Linked DNA regions of Mus musculus: region 2 is linked to region 1. A link is a contact called in public ChIA-PET data. All regions are on one chromosome and are shown on one strand. Each heading gives the region's core, a stretch centred on a gene start, on an enhancer-like site or on the middle of the called end of the contact. The rest is flanking DNA. Distances are from core to core; before and after follow the strand shown.

Evidence for each region. ChIA-PET counts read pairs in DNA pulled down with a chosen protein or histone mark.
Region 2: a contact with region 1 is called in an RNA polymerase II ChIA-PET map of memory CD8 T cells, with 50 read pairs. The contact joins two enhancer-like sites. A contact is called at or near these places in 6 of 39 promoter capture datasets (the C10 cell line, the HPC-7 cell line, cranial neural crest and 2 more), 2 of 15 datasets of contacts at CTCF or cohesin (CD8 T cells and the NIH/3T3 cell line), 10 of 484 Hi-C or Micro-C datasets (Sertoli cells, cerebral cortex, double positive thymocytes and 5 more), 6 of 115 datasets of contacts at active chromatin or transcription factors (CD8 T cells, the SCID.adh cell line, embryonic stem cells and 3 more) and 4 of 9 other capture datasets (adipose tissue, embryonic stem cells, liver and 1 more).

The regions. Positions count from the first base shown.
Region 1 is chr4:57,727,349-57,734,000 of GRCm38.p6, forward strand. The region is part of intron 6 of Pakap (paralemmin A kinase anchor protein); the gene reads left to right. It overlaps Gm35099 (a long non-coding RNA gene), which reads right to left. Exons shown (of 4, transcript XR_003955209.1): 4 at 2,733-3,743. Among named protein-coding and RNA genes, the nearest start is that of Gm35099, 25 kb to the right of the region's middle. Within about 2 kb of position 4,018, at least 77 of the 459 cell types and tissues checked have an H3K27ac peak or open chromatin away from gene starts, as enhancers often do. A contact at or near this core is called in CD8 T cells and memory CD8 T cells, where this site is marked.
Region 2 is chr4:57,865,270-57,871,908 of GRCm38.p6, forward strand. The region is part of intron 8 of Pakap (paralemmin A kinase anchor protein); the gene reads left to right. Among named protein-coding and RNA genes, the nearest start is that of Gm26138, 8.9 kb to the right of the region's middle. Within about 2 kb of position 1,927, at least 115 of the 459 cell types and tissues checked have an H3K27ac peak or open chromatin away from gene starts, as enhancers often do. A contact at or near this core is called in CD8 T cells and memory CD8 T cells, where this site is marked.

The DNA of each region.
Region 1 (6,652 bases), core at 2,768-5,267:
TTGTTTTTGTTTTGTTTTGTTTTGAGATTCCCTCCGACCCAGGGTTCGCAGAGGAAGGTGCCATGCTTTTCCTGAGGGCCTACCTCCAGTGGTCCTCTGCAATGCCATGGTCCTGGCCTTCACAGGCTCTTCAAAACTGAAGTCTGGGTATGTGTAGAGTCTGTCTGAATTAGCAAGTGTCTACTCACATAGACTCAACGCCTTAGGCAAACAGAAAACACGAATTGATTCTGAGAGTCCCCTTAAACAGGAAGTTCCAATAACCAGATGTGGAGGCACAAGCCTGCAATTCCAGCTCTCTGGAGGGCTGAGTCAGGAGGCTTGCAATAAGCTCCAGGCCAGCCTGGGCTATACAGAAAGTTCCAGGCCAGCCGGAGCTATATATAGCTCAAAACAAAGACAAACAAAGCAAAACTTCAGAAGGGCAGGGATTTTTATTTGATGATCTTGCCCTAAGTGTCCAGAACCATTGTGGACCTTAGATGATGCTTCTTAAGTAACTTAAGCCGTGAATGGCTCTGTTTCATTGTCTGCACTTGGATTTCAAACTTTTGTTTTGTCTCCTTAGCTATGCTTGTTTCAGGTTTATTCTTAACTCTTCTTTGCAAAGAAGGGAGATCCCCCTTGCTGCCTGGACTAATGTCCTACTCATCCATGGGAAACTGTTTTCCAAGCCTCGGGCTGCTTGGGGATGTTGTCTCTAAGCTCCACACGCATCCTAGAAAGATTTGAACTTCCTCCCTGATCTCAGCTTTGCTGGGCAGAGCTAAGCCTGACCTGAAGAGTTTATTGTTGCTGTTATTACTGCTTTGAGAAAAGATCTCACAGTGCCCAGGCTGGTGGAGAACTCAGCCTCCCCCAAGTGCTGGATTAAGATAATATTTATTATAGAAGTGTGTGGGCTTATAATCCCAGCACTCTGAAGATAGGAACATTGGGAGTTTAAGGTCATCTTCTGCTACATAATGAGTTGAGACCAGCCTGGGCTACATGATACCCTGTATCAAAGCAAATCGTGTGTGTGTGTGTGTGTCTAGATTATAAGGACAAAACAAGATCATGTTAGGCTGGGATTTACCTGCTGTAAATTTGGGTTTCAACCCAGGCTTCCCGGTGTATGACTCACTGCATAATCCCTGCTCCAGCCTGGACCATCTCCCTGTCCTGAACGTCCTGTTCCTCTAAAATGTTCTCCACCGTGCCTGCCTACAGAAAAATTACTCATCCCTCTGGGCCAGGGCTGCCACAGCCTGCTCTCACCCTTGCCAGAGTTCATATCTCCTTCACATCCACGAACTCTCTCTTTTCTATTCCCATAAGAAAAACCTTGTCATCTGTCCAGCTCACTGTCCACAGGTCTGTCCTTTGGCTAAAGGTAACTTGCTTTAGGACAAGGAAGCTGCCCCATGAGAAAGCTCATGACCACCACCCGTGCTTGCTTATTGCATGGCCTCACATGCAAACAAACAAAAATGTTCACTGGGTACTCATTGGTGAAGAAAAATAAGGCTGTGCCAGGTTTCCAAGTGCCCACTGCCTCTTCTCACTCCTTAGTCTAGGGCAGTCCTTGGGCAATGTGATGTGTGATGTGTGAAGAACAGACCTTGGTCTCAGGGTTTATGCCAGCAGAGGCCGAATATCACTCAGTCTAGAATAAGCAGAAGGGAATGTGGCCATGAATGAGCATGGAGGCACCCTAACATGGAGAAAAGGTCACTGTTCCAAAGGCTAGGACCTCTGCTTCCAGTCCAGTGTCACTGCCAGCTGTGTGAGCTGTGGCCTGTGGGGAGCTTGTCCCTTCCCAAAGCCCGGCAACTTCACCTATTTTAGAAGAGCAATGCCACCCCCTTCCTTACCCCTTCCACCAGGTGTGTGCGTGTGGTGAAGGGAAAGCCATAGCACCTGTGTGCTTTGCTGTCCTCCTGCAGTGGTAAGGACAGGACACATGGCACACTGCTCTTTGGTAATAGCTCTGTAAACACAGACAGTAGGATTCAGTAAATGTAGACTATCGGCTGGAATGAACAATCCAGGAAAGGCATGTTGGGTGGAGTTCCTGAACTCTAAGTGCTAGAAGGATTCAGCTTTGCCTCCCGTCAAAAACAATTCCCAGGGGTAGCGAGATAGCTGATGGGTAAAGGCGCTTGCTACCAAATAGGAGGACCTGAGTTTGATCCCTGGGACCCAGGTAGTGGAAGGAGAGAAATATACTCCTGAAGGTTGCCCTCTGACCTGCACACCCTTGCAGTGCATAGCATGTGCACACACACACATGTAAATAAACAAAAATATTTGAAGTCGCAATTCTGCTCCCCTTTTACACCATCAAATGCAGCCCGAGTTTGCTGCGATGATCGAAGCGACTGAATGTCACACTGCAGAAGCAGAAGTATGGGAGCGGTTGGCGTGAGAGAGGCTTCAGGATTGCCCATGCATCCTGAAGAGTTTATTCAACCCCTATGTGGTGGCATGCCCTTTGTATCAGTCAGCTTTCTCTCTCGGCTCTGGGGCTGTAATGTGTAGCCCAGCAGTGGGGTGTCATTGCTCATAGTTCTTTCATTATTTCTATTTTACTGGCTCTTTGATTTTTATGTAGCCAAGGCTTACCTTGAACTTGCTATGCAGCCAAAGATAGCCTCCCTCTCCCAAGTTCTGGGATTATAGGTATGGCTCACCATACCTAGCTTGTTCCTATTTTATATTTCTATAGGTGTAGTTATGGATCCGTTCTATGTAGCTTCATCCTAGGACTCAGGATGGGAAAGGCACCCACATGTGTGGTGCATGGTCACTGATAGAGGAGTAAAAGGCACCGGCAGAGCCACACGTGACTCACACAATTCACACTTGGCTATGCCACCTGTTGTTTATGTTCCCTTGGGCCTGGCGTGGGAGCGATAGGGCAATCCACCCTTCCCATGAAGTAACTCTGAAAGTTTCTTGGCATGGAATGAGCATATATAATTATCTCATGAGGGATGCAGAAAACAATGAGAAGGACAGCGCAGTGCCACAAAGCTGTCATGAGTAGTGTCTAATATTAATCTTCTAATAACCCTATGACATATCTCTGCATTAGAGTATAGACAATTGAGAGTTGGCATGACTATCTAACATGCCCAAAATGTAGCCAGTAATTGGCTCAAGTGTCTGGCTTGAAGCTGGATTTGGTGGCATTTAACTAGCTTTGGGCTTGCCTGCAGCTTCTCGAGGACTCATTGTACAGAGATGTTGTCATTGAACAAACATTTATAAAGCAGTTACTGTGTGCCTGGTGCTGGAAACATGGTGATGTGCAACTAGATATTCTTCCTAAACCTCTGAGCATAAAATAAAACCAGAAATGTGAAGCACAAATTGGGTGCAGGGCAGAGCAAGAGCAGACCCAACACTCTGTGGTCCTAACCCTGGTGACGGCATAGACACTGACAGCCAAAACACTGTAGCATGAAGCTCTTGTCAAGGTCCTGCCTGGAGGAGCCAGTGCTGAGAACAGTTCCCCATCTAGAGTTCTAAAGGGCACTCACAGGAAGTCAGTGTCTGTGGGCATGTGCCCAGCCTTCTGTCTACAAGACTTGTCAAACCAGGCCTGTATGTCAGGACCTTCCTCCCTCCTGTGTGCTTCCTACTGTGATGTTTGATCCAAGGTCCTGCAGCGTCCCTCCTGGGCTCTAGCTCTGCCTTATACACAGTCAAAACCGTGCACATCACAACACCAAAGACCCAGCAGCCTCCACGTCAACCTAAGAGAGAAAGAGAAACCAGATTTAGTCTGCTTTTGAATCAGCACGGTGACACAGATGGCTTAAAACTGACAGAATAAGCCTTGATCCCTGTCCTTTTTAATGTCAGGGTGATAAAAAAGAAGGGAAGAAATTCTCCTGGTGTGGTTGGCAAAGCGACTGTAATAATAATAAACAACACTTATTTTAGTCATAGGGCTCCAGTACCAAAGCATGGGGCTCGACATTAGCCTGACTCTACAGGAAAAGTGATGACATAGTCAGCCGTTGCTCATCAAAAGAGGTGGCTTGTGGGCTGAGAAATAAGCCACTTAGAAAGTAAGACACGTGTCCCACAGCTGAGTCTCTGGCCAGATCCCACATCTGTAGAGAAATGGTTTTGTAAGAGGTGACGCTCCTCTCAGCTTGGTTGCGGTCCACCTACATTTTAGATCATTTTGCAAAGCCAAGTATATATGTATATACGTACACACACATACACCTGCATAGTTGTGCATGTTACTCAGTGTCTAGACCCACCCCCACCCCCCAAATTAAAAAATAGGATGAATATGGAGGAGTGCATGTGAGGAGACTGTCTCACACTTGATTAGGAAGGCCATGACCCACTGTCTTCAAGACTGACTTCAGGGAAGTCAGTGATCTAATTCAATCCCAACTTAATAGCCAGAAACTAGGGGAGCTGAAGATGTTAAGTCCCAGCCTGAGTCCAAAGGTCTAAGGAGATATAGCAACCAGGGCTGGGCGTCTTAGTGGAAGCAGACAACACATTAACCCTTCCTTCACATGTTTGCTTCATCACGCCCTCAACAGATTGGATAGTGCCCGTCACACTGGTGAGGGCAGACCTTTACCTCGTCTTCCAGTATATCACTAACCCTTAGGGAGCCAGCTTCTCAGATATGTCCAGAAACGATGCTTTTACCACCTATCTGGGTATCTCTCAGCCTGGTCCACTTCACAAATAGAGTTAGGCATTACCTGTATGTACACACAAAGTATGTATATGCACAAACGCTCTCACCAGACACACACATCTGAGATTTGATCTGAAAACTACAGATACCAATGTGCTTTGAATTCGGACTCTTTTACAAGTTCTGCTTCTTGGAGCTGGGCAGATGAATCAGTGTGGTGACCCTTTGTTTAGATAGCTGAAGTCTGCCAGTCTGATTTCCCTGAATCCTTTCCATTTTAAAGTCAGAGTGATTTAAAAGATGGTTGGAGTGAGGGAGATCCACCAGCATTGTTTAAAAGGTACACCATAATAACTTAAAAAAAAAAACGCATTTTGATTTTAGCCAATGCATTTGACTGAGCAGTTAAGAGTATTTGCTGCTCTTGCAGATGAGCCAAGTTCAGTTTCCAGAACTTGGTCAGGGATCTCACAGTCAGGCAACTCCAGCTCAAGGAGATCTTATGCCCTCTTTTGGCCTCCACAGGTACAAAGTTCCATCTTGGGGGAAGGGTGGGCAGAGCTCCGTTAAACAGAGAGTTTGCCTAGCACACAAAATACCATGGGCTCAGTCTCTAGCACTGGATCCGCGGGGCATGGTGGTGCATGCCTACAATCTCAGCACTCGGAAGGCTGAGGCAAGAGAATTGAAGTATGAGATCTTTATTTAATTACACAAAGAATTTGAGACAGCCTAAACTACTTGAAACCCTGCCTCAAGACAAACAAAAAGACAAAAACAAAAACAAAACACACACACAAAACAAAACAAAAACAACAACAACAAAACTTTGGAAAGCAGGGCATAGTAACTCATACCTGTAATCTCAACACTCAGAAGGCTGACTGAGGCAGGAGGATTTCCATGAGTTTGAAGCCAGTCAGGACTACACAGTGAGTTCTAGACCAGCTTGAGCTTCAGAGTGAGACCCACCTTAACAAAAACAACCAACCAATCAACTCTGTCTTAGAAAGGAGTCTCTTCTCAGAAGGACAAGCAGACAGACTCAGCCCCGACTGTTGAGTAGGGAGTCGGCAGACAGTGGGCCCTTGCAGAAGCAAGGAAGAACTGTGTGGAGTTGGGCCCACCGAACCTCTCTGTTTTGAGGGCCAGCCTCAGGAGAAGAGCAGATCAAGTGTCTGGTTTGCCATATCTGAGGAATCAACATAAACCATAATCTGTGATCACACAACAGCTGCTCTAACTGACACTGGGCCTTCCAAGTCAGGCCACCCAACAGCCAGCTACGGATGGGGAAACGGCTCACAGACCCCCTACCACATACTGCTAAGCTATTGGCTACTGTGATGGCCATATCTGTTTTTTCTGATGACTGATTGATACAGGAGCTGCTTGATGTGGAGGGTGCTTCCCACGGTGGCGGGTGCCATTCCTGGGGCTGTGTAAGAAAGGTAGCTGAGCTGGGAACGAACTGTTAACTCCTTCCTCTGTAGTTTCTGTTTCAATTCCTGCCTCCAGAGACCTGCCTGAGTTCCTACCATGGCTTCCCTCGGTGAAGGACTCTAATCTGTGGGACATAATAAGCCATATTCCCCACCCCCAGGTTAGTTTTAGTCACTGCCTTATCACAGCAACAGAAAGCAAACTGGGATGGCTGCCAACAGAGTCTGAGGGAGATGGGGAGACATAGTATCTGACTGCACACTGCCTGGTGAGCCCACCAGACTCCAGTGGATAGTTTTAAATCCATGGTCACACAGATTCTGTAGCCCTGGTTAAATTCTATAGGGCACGAAGCACTACAAAAAGTCATGGGTATGGGAATATGAATATGGGGGTATGTAGAGAAGAAGGGGAGCCGGTAGGAGTGGGAGGGAAGTAACCGGAATGTGTTAGGTAACTGGGTGAAACTGTCAAAGAAGAGAGTGGATTAATTTTAAAAATGAGCTATAATTTAATGTGATATTTTTAAAAGGATAAAATTATCAACCT
Region 2 (6,639 bases), core at 677-3,176, 140 kb after region 1:
TGGCTTCTGCATCTGCTCCTGCTTCCTGACCTGCTTGAGTTCCAGTCCTGACTTCCTTTGGTGATGAACAGCAGTATGGAAGTGTAAGCTGAATAAACCCTTTCCTCCCCAATTTGCTTCTTGGTCATGCAGGATTAGAAACCCTGACTACGACAGGGGGTAAGTTAGCTCTTCAGGCTGGTTGTCTTGTTGGTTTTCTCTGCCTTTTCATTTTCCAGGAGGAAGCTTAGCCATTCGTTTCAGAGTTGCATTCATTCCCTGAAATCTACAAATGAACTAGGCTAATCTGAATATGAGCAGGGATTAGTAATCACTCTGTTGACTGAGTGAAGTATCTTTGGTGTCATGAGATCACAGTCAGTGACACTTGATCATCATGGAGCATCACTTGCCTTCTATCTCTGTTCCTTTGAGCTGTCCTGTATTTCATTGATCTGAAGCCAGCAAATGCCTTTCTTTGTAAAGTACCCACCATTTCAATAGGAAAATAAGAAAAGCCTGCATGAATGCATTGTTCTTTTTGGACATCACTCTCAAAAGGTTTTGCAAGGGAAACCATCATGCGCAAACCTGCCATTCTCTCTCCTGAGGATTAGACTCCAGGTGATCCTCCGTGACAAGCCTGTGTGTGGTCATGACTTTCAGATAACATCATTTTAGAAAAAGCAAACCATCTCGCTTCAGTTCAATTCCCTCCCTTGGAAGCCAGGTCTACCATATTCAAATTGTGCTGGCTTTTATGTTGCCTCCTGGTTGTGCTCACACCTGTGGGAGGCACCATGTGAGGTCCTCATTACTAACATGCATAGCTATTCCATGCTCTGGGAATAACTTTCCCAGGAATCAGACTCAGCCACGTACAAGGAAAGTCTACAGTTTTAATCTTAACAAAGAGGAAGTGAATCAAAAGGCCTAATTCTTGCAGGATCCCTGTTGAGAAATGTGAGCTAATCAAAGCCAGCTTGGGAGTAGGATGTCCCAACTCGTGACTGCTGGAGCCTGGACAGGATGTGACTTTGACTCTTAAGCACTAGGCTGTGTACTTCCCAAGGAGATTGGCATTTGATCTTTGTGAATAAGCCTCTACTGAGGGCTTGGAAGGGGACTGGATGAGGGAGGGAGACCAGGGGAGGGAGCAGGGAATGAGCTAGTCAGACTATGAGAGCCTCAGAGAATCCCTCTGTAGTTTATATAATGCTCTTTGGCTTCTTGTAGCCTTGAAGATAAATATGGACTTGTATGCATCTCACAGCAAGTCTCTTTGACAGTACCAACCTCATTCTTATTTCCCATTATCCAACCATAAATTCATATATAAAAGAGTCAGTCAAGGAAGACAGGTGCTTAAGAGAGCCAGTAACTTCTCCGGAACCACATTCCAAGGTCAGCTCCTTGCTCGCTGTATAAATAGTTCATTTCACCTCTATAAACCTGTTTCCTCAGCAGTAAAAATGGGAATAAAACAGTAATAACAATATCGTTGGTCCTTTTGAGAGTCTCATATAGCCCAGGCTGGCTTCGAACTCCTGGTTCTCCTGTTTTCACCTCTCAAGTGCCAGAATTACAAAGGTGTTCATTCCATCACACTCACCTTGGAAATAATTATGTTAAATACAATTAGTCCATGTAGAGATAAAGGGGTCGTCTGCTCCCTTTAATCTTCACTCACTCGCCTGGTCCTCAAGGTCCTGCCCCTTTTCCATATTCCCAGTCATCATCACACACTCAAGAAGCTAAGAATGCTGACACAACTGCAGGATGGTGAGAAGGGCGGTAGACTTTCCCTTTGAGCTAGCCGAGGCTGTCTCCCACGAAGAGAGCAAAGACAAGGAAGGAGTCTGAATCTGCATTTTCTATCTGTGTGCCAGAAATAGTTAAAACTATTTCCAGTCCATGCTTGGTTACACTGTGGGATTCCCCTTGGGCAGGCTGTGATTACAGGGGGCAGAGAAAAGAATCTTCAATTCCTCCCACTCACAGAGTGCAGAGAAGGCTGTGTGTACTCGGACAGAGCCCTGTCATTCCTGACAACTCGAGTCTTCCTTCTGCGGGGTCATCCTTGGCTCCTAGTAACCCTCGGATGCAGGCTCCGGAGGTTTAGACAGTTTTCTACGGGCATGTAAACCAAAAGTTTGAATCTGGGTGATTATTATGCTCTGTGTCTGTGGAGTCATAACTCAAAGATTCTTTGTTTCTAACATTTCTCAGGAGAGAGAGAGAAAAAAAAAAGCTATCACCCACTTGAATTAAAAAAAAAAAAACCAAACCGAACTGAACAAAAACACCCACCAGATGACGTGCCTTGGCCCGCTCTTCTGTCAATAGCCTCTTTTCTTCACACAGCTTGGGGGTGAGACGGCCAGCATCTACTCTCGTCCCCAGAGAGCAGAGCCCAGAGCTGCAGTTTCCCACTTCCTTTCTTTGGCCTGAATGAGAGCAACCTGCTCAGCCCCACCCTCAAGGACTTGGGCTTGTGCAGTTCCTGCTGTGACCCCGCCCCCCCCACCGGAGCCCACCTTCCTCCTTTACCCCCCTCCCCGCCCCCCACGAGCCCGCCTTCCTCCTTTGCCTCTTCCTTTGAAGGTCCCAGGTGGGAGAATGAGATGCTGGGACCCTTTAGATCATAATACCTAGTCAGGAATGAGAAACACCCTTGAGAGTGGACTAAGTCCGAGGAACTGACAGATGTGGTTGCTTCAGTGTAAGTTGGAGCTGGGGTGATGAGGTGCTGATGCTGGGTCTACCTTGTGGGCCTTACTGGAAGGAGCTAAAAACCTAGGAAGGAGGAGCTCTGTTTTGCGATTATTAGAGAGTCAGTAGTTCAAGGCCAGCCTGGGCTACATAAGAATCTAAAAAAAATAAAAAATAAAAAACGATCTGGTTTATTTTATATTTTAAAATTATTTTGTGCTGAGGCAGATGCACCTGGGGAGGCTGAGGCAGGAGGAGCACCATGAATGGATGAAAGAAAAATGAGGACATGACTGCTCCGAGGTATGGTTGAGGAGAGGGGTTTTACTGTAGATCTGAGGGAGAGAACAGCCAGAGACAAGAGTCCAGACTGAATGTGGTCATCAGACCAAACTGGGCTTGTGGGGTGTGTGTGTGTGTGTGTGTGGGGGGGGGGGGGGTTAGTGAGAGGAATAGAAGAGAGGGCAAGCAGACCAAGAGAGATCCCGGAGCAGAACCAGTCAAGAGCCAAGTGGGCATGTCCAAAATGGCTGAGTTATATGGGGAAGGAAGAGGTTTAGGGTAGAAGTAGCCTGGGTTTCTTTGAGACCTAACAAAGGCAACATATTCAGAGGTTTTAGGGATCAGGGCTTGGCAATCCTTGTGGGGGGCGGGGGGAGGAGCATACTCTGTTGCTCATTTGACCCCACCCCCACCCCCACCCCCGTGACTTTCCTATTGGCCTTCATCCTGTGGTGGAGGTACTCGAGTCTAGGCTGTCTGAGGATGGATGGAGCTCAGGGATTGTACTTGCTTAAGCAAGCAACTGCTCTGCATACCCAGCTCTCTCTCTTTCTTTCTCTCTCTTTTTTTTCCTTTTGGTTAAATTCTCACTTGATTAGTCTAATTAGTTCAGGCTGGCCTTGAACTCGAGGTCTTCCTGCTTCACTATAATATAATATAATATAATATAATATAATATAATAGTTTACCACTACACCCAACTTACTTTTTTTTTCATTGATTTTAATTTCTATTGTTTTAACATATATAAAAAAATAAATGTAATAAGCCAAATACATGGACAAAAATACAAGAATCATATGATCATCTCAATGGAAGGAAAAAGAAAAGAAACGAAACGGAAAAGTCTTTGAAAAGATTTAAAATGCATTTTTAAAAAAGATATATTTTATGTATGTGAGTACACTGTTGCTCTCTTCAGACACACCAGAAGAAGAGCATCAGATCCCATTGCAGATGGTTGTGAGCTACCATGTGGTTGCTGGGAATTGAACTCAAGACCTCTGGAAGAACAAGAGCAGTAAGTGCTCTTAACCATTGAGCCATCTTTCCAGCCCCTCAACAAGCATTCTTAATAAAAGCCCTAGAACAAGTAGAACTGTGTAGGAAGCATATTCAAGCATAAAAAAGGTTATGAATGACAAACTCGTGGGCAATATCAACCTAAATGAATAGAACCATTAATAAGCCCCATAAAAATCAGGAATAGAAGAGGACTGCCCACTGTCCCTACTACTCATCCATAATGCGATTGAAACATTAGCTGGAGCAATAAGGCAAGAGAAGGGATACAAATGGGAAGTATTAAGTCAAATTATTTTCCATTGAAGATTATATTATCTTATACCCAATGTTCCCAAAATTTGACTAGAAAAAATTGTAGACATTCTCAATAATTTCAGCAAAGTGTTATGATACATAATTGACTTGCAAAATTTACCAGTCAATATATACGAGTATCAAGCATGCTGAGAAAGAGATCATGGGAGCTGGAGAGAGGGCTCAGCTCAGAGATGGTTAAGAGCACTGACTGCTCTTCCGAAGGTCCTGAGTTCAATTCCCAGCAACCACATGGTGGGTCACAACCATCTATAATGAGATCTGGCGCCCACTTCTGGAGTGTCCGAAGGCAGCTACAGTGTACTTACATATAATAAATAAATAAATCTTAAAAAGAAAACGAAAGAAAGAAAGAAAGAAAGAGAGAGGAGAGAGAGAGAGAGAGAGAGAGAGAGAGAAAGAAAGAAGGAAAGAGATCATGGACACGCTCCTCTTCCTAGTTTCTCAAATAAAATATTTAGAATACATATAACAAAAGAGGTAAAAAACCTCTACAATGAAAACTTTAAATGTGTAAAGAAAGAGATTAAGAAACATACTAGAAGCCGGGGTGTGGCGGCTCACGCCTTTAATCCCAGCACTCGGGAGGCAGAGGCAGGCGGATTTCTGAGTTCGAGGCCAGCCTGTTACAAAGTGAGTTCCAGGACAGCCAGGGCTATACAGAGAAACCCTGTCTCGAACAACAACAACAAAAACAAAACAAAAAAAAAAAAACAAAACAAACAAGAAACATACTAGAATTTGAAGACCACCTAAGTGTATAGCTTGGTAGAATTAACATTGTGAAAAATGACTTTCCCACCAAAACAATTTACTGATTCAATGAAGTCACAATCAACATCCTCATCTCATTCTTCACATAAATAGAAAGAAAATCCTCAATTTTATGTGGAACCACAAGAGACCCAGAATAGCCAACTGGTCCTAGATAAGTGTTGGTTTCTATGCATTCTGCTTGTTTTAAGTGCTAAGTGCATCTGTCTAAGACCCCAACTTTTATACATCTGTTTCTATTGAGCCAATTTTGTTCGATATTAGAATGGCTACTCCAGCTTGTTTCTTGGGATCATTTGATTGGAAAATTGTTTTTCAACCTTTTTTACTCTGAGGTAGTGTCTGTCTGTGTCTCTGAGGAACATTTCCTGTATGCAGCAAAATGCTGGGTCCTTATTACATATCCAGTCTGTTAGTCTATGTCTTTCTACTGGGAGTTGAGTCCATTGATGTTAAGAGATATTAAAGAAAAGTGATTGTTGCTCCCTATTATTTTTGTTGTTAGAGGTGGAAGTGTGCTTGTGTGGCTATCTTATTTTGGGTTTGCTGAAAGATTACTTTCTTGCTTTTTCTAGGGTGTAGTTTCCCTCCTACATGTGCTTGAAGTTTCCATCTATTATCCTTTGTAGGGCTGGATTTGTAGAAAGATATTGTGTACATTTGGTTTTGTTATGGAATATCTTGTTTTCTATGGTAATTGAGAGTTTTGCTGGGTAAAGTAGCCTGGGCTGGCATTTGTGTTCTCTTAGGGTCTGTTTGATGTCTGCCCAGGATCTTCTGGCTTTTATAGTCTCTGGTGAGAAGTCTGGTGTAATTCTGATAGATCTGCCTTTATGTGGTACTTGACCTTTTTCCCTTACTGCTTTTAATATTCTTTCTTTGTTTTGTGCATTTGGTGTTTTGATTATTATGTGATAGGAGGAATTTCTTTTCTGTTCTAATCTATTTGGCGTTCTGTGGGCTTCTTGTATATTCATGGGCATCTCCTTCTTTAGGTTAGGGAAGTTTTCTTCTATAATTTTGTTGAAGATATTTACTGGCCCTTTAAGTTGGGACTCTTCACTCTATTCTATACCTATTATCCTTAGGTTTGGTCTTCTCATTGTGTCCTGAATTTCCTGGATGTTTTGGGTTAGGATCCTTTTTTTTTTTTTTTTTAATTTGCATTTTCTTTGATTGTGTGTCAATGTTTTCTATGGTATCTTCTGCACCTGAGATTCTCTCTTTTATCTCTTGTATTCTGTTGGTGATGCTTGCATCTATGACTCATGATCTCTTTCCTAGGTTTTCTAACTCCAGGGCTGTCTCCCTTTATGATTTCTTTATTGTTTCTGTTTCCAATTTTAGATCTTGGATGGTTTTGTTCATTTCCTTTGCTTGTTTGATTGTGTTTTCTTGTAATTCTTTAAGGGATTTGTGTGTTTCCTCTTTAAGGGCTCCTAGCTGTTTGCCTGTGTTCTCCTGTATTTTTAAAGGGAGTTATTTATGTCCTTCTTAAAGTCCTGTATTATCATCATGAGAAGTGATTTTAGATCCAAATCTTGTTTTTCT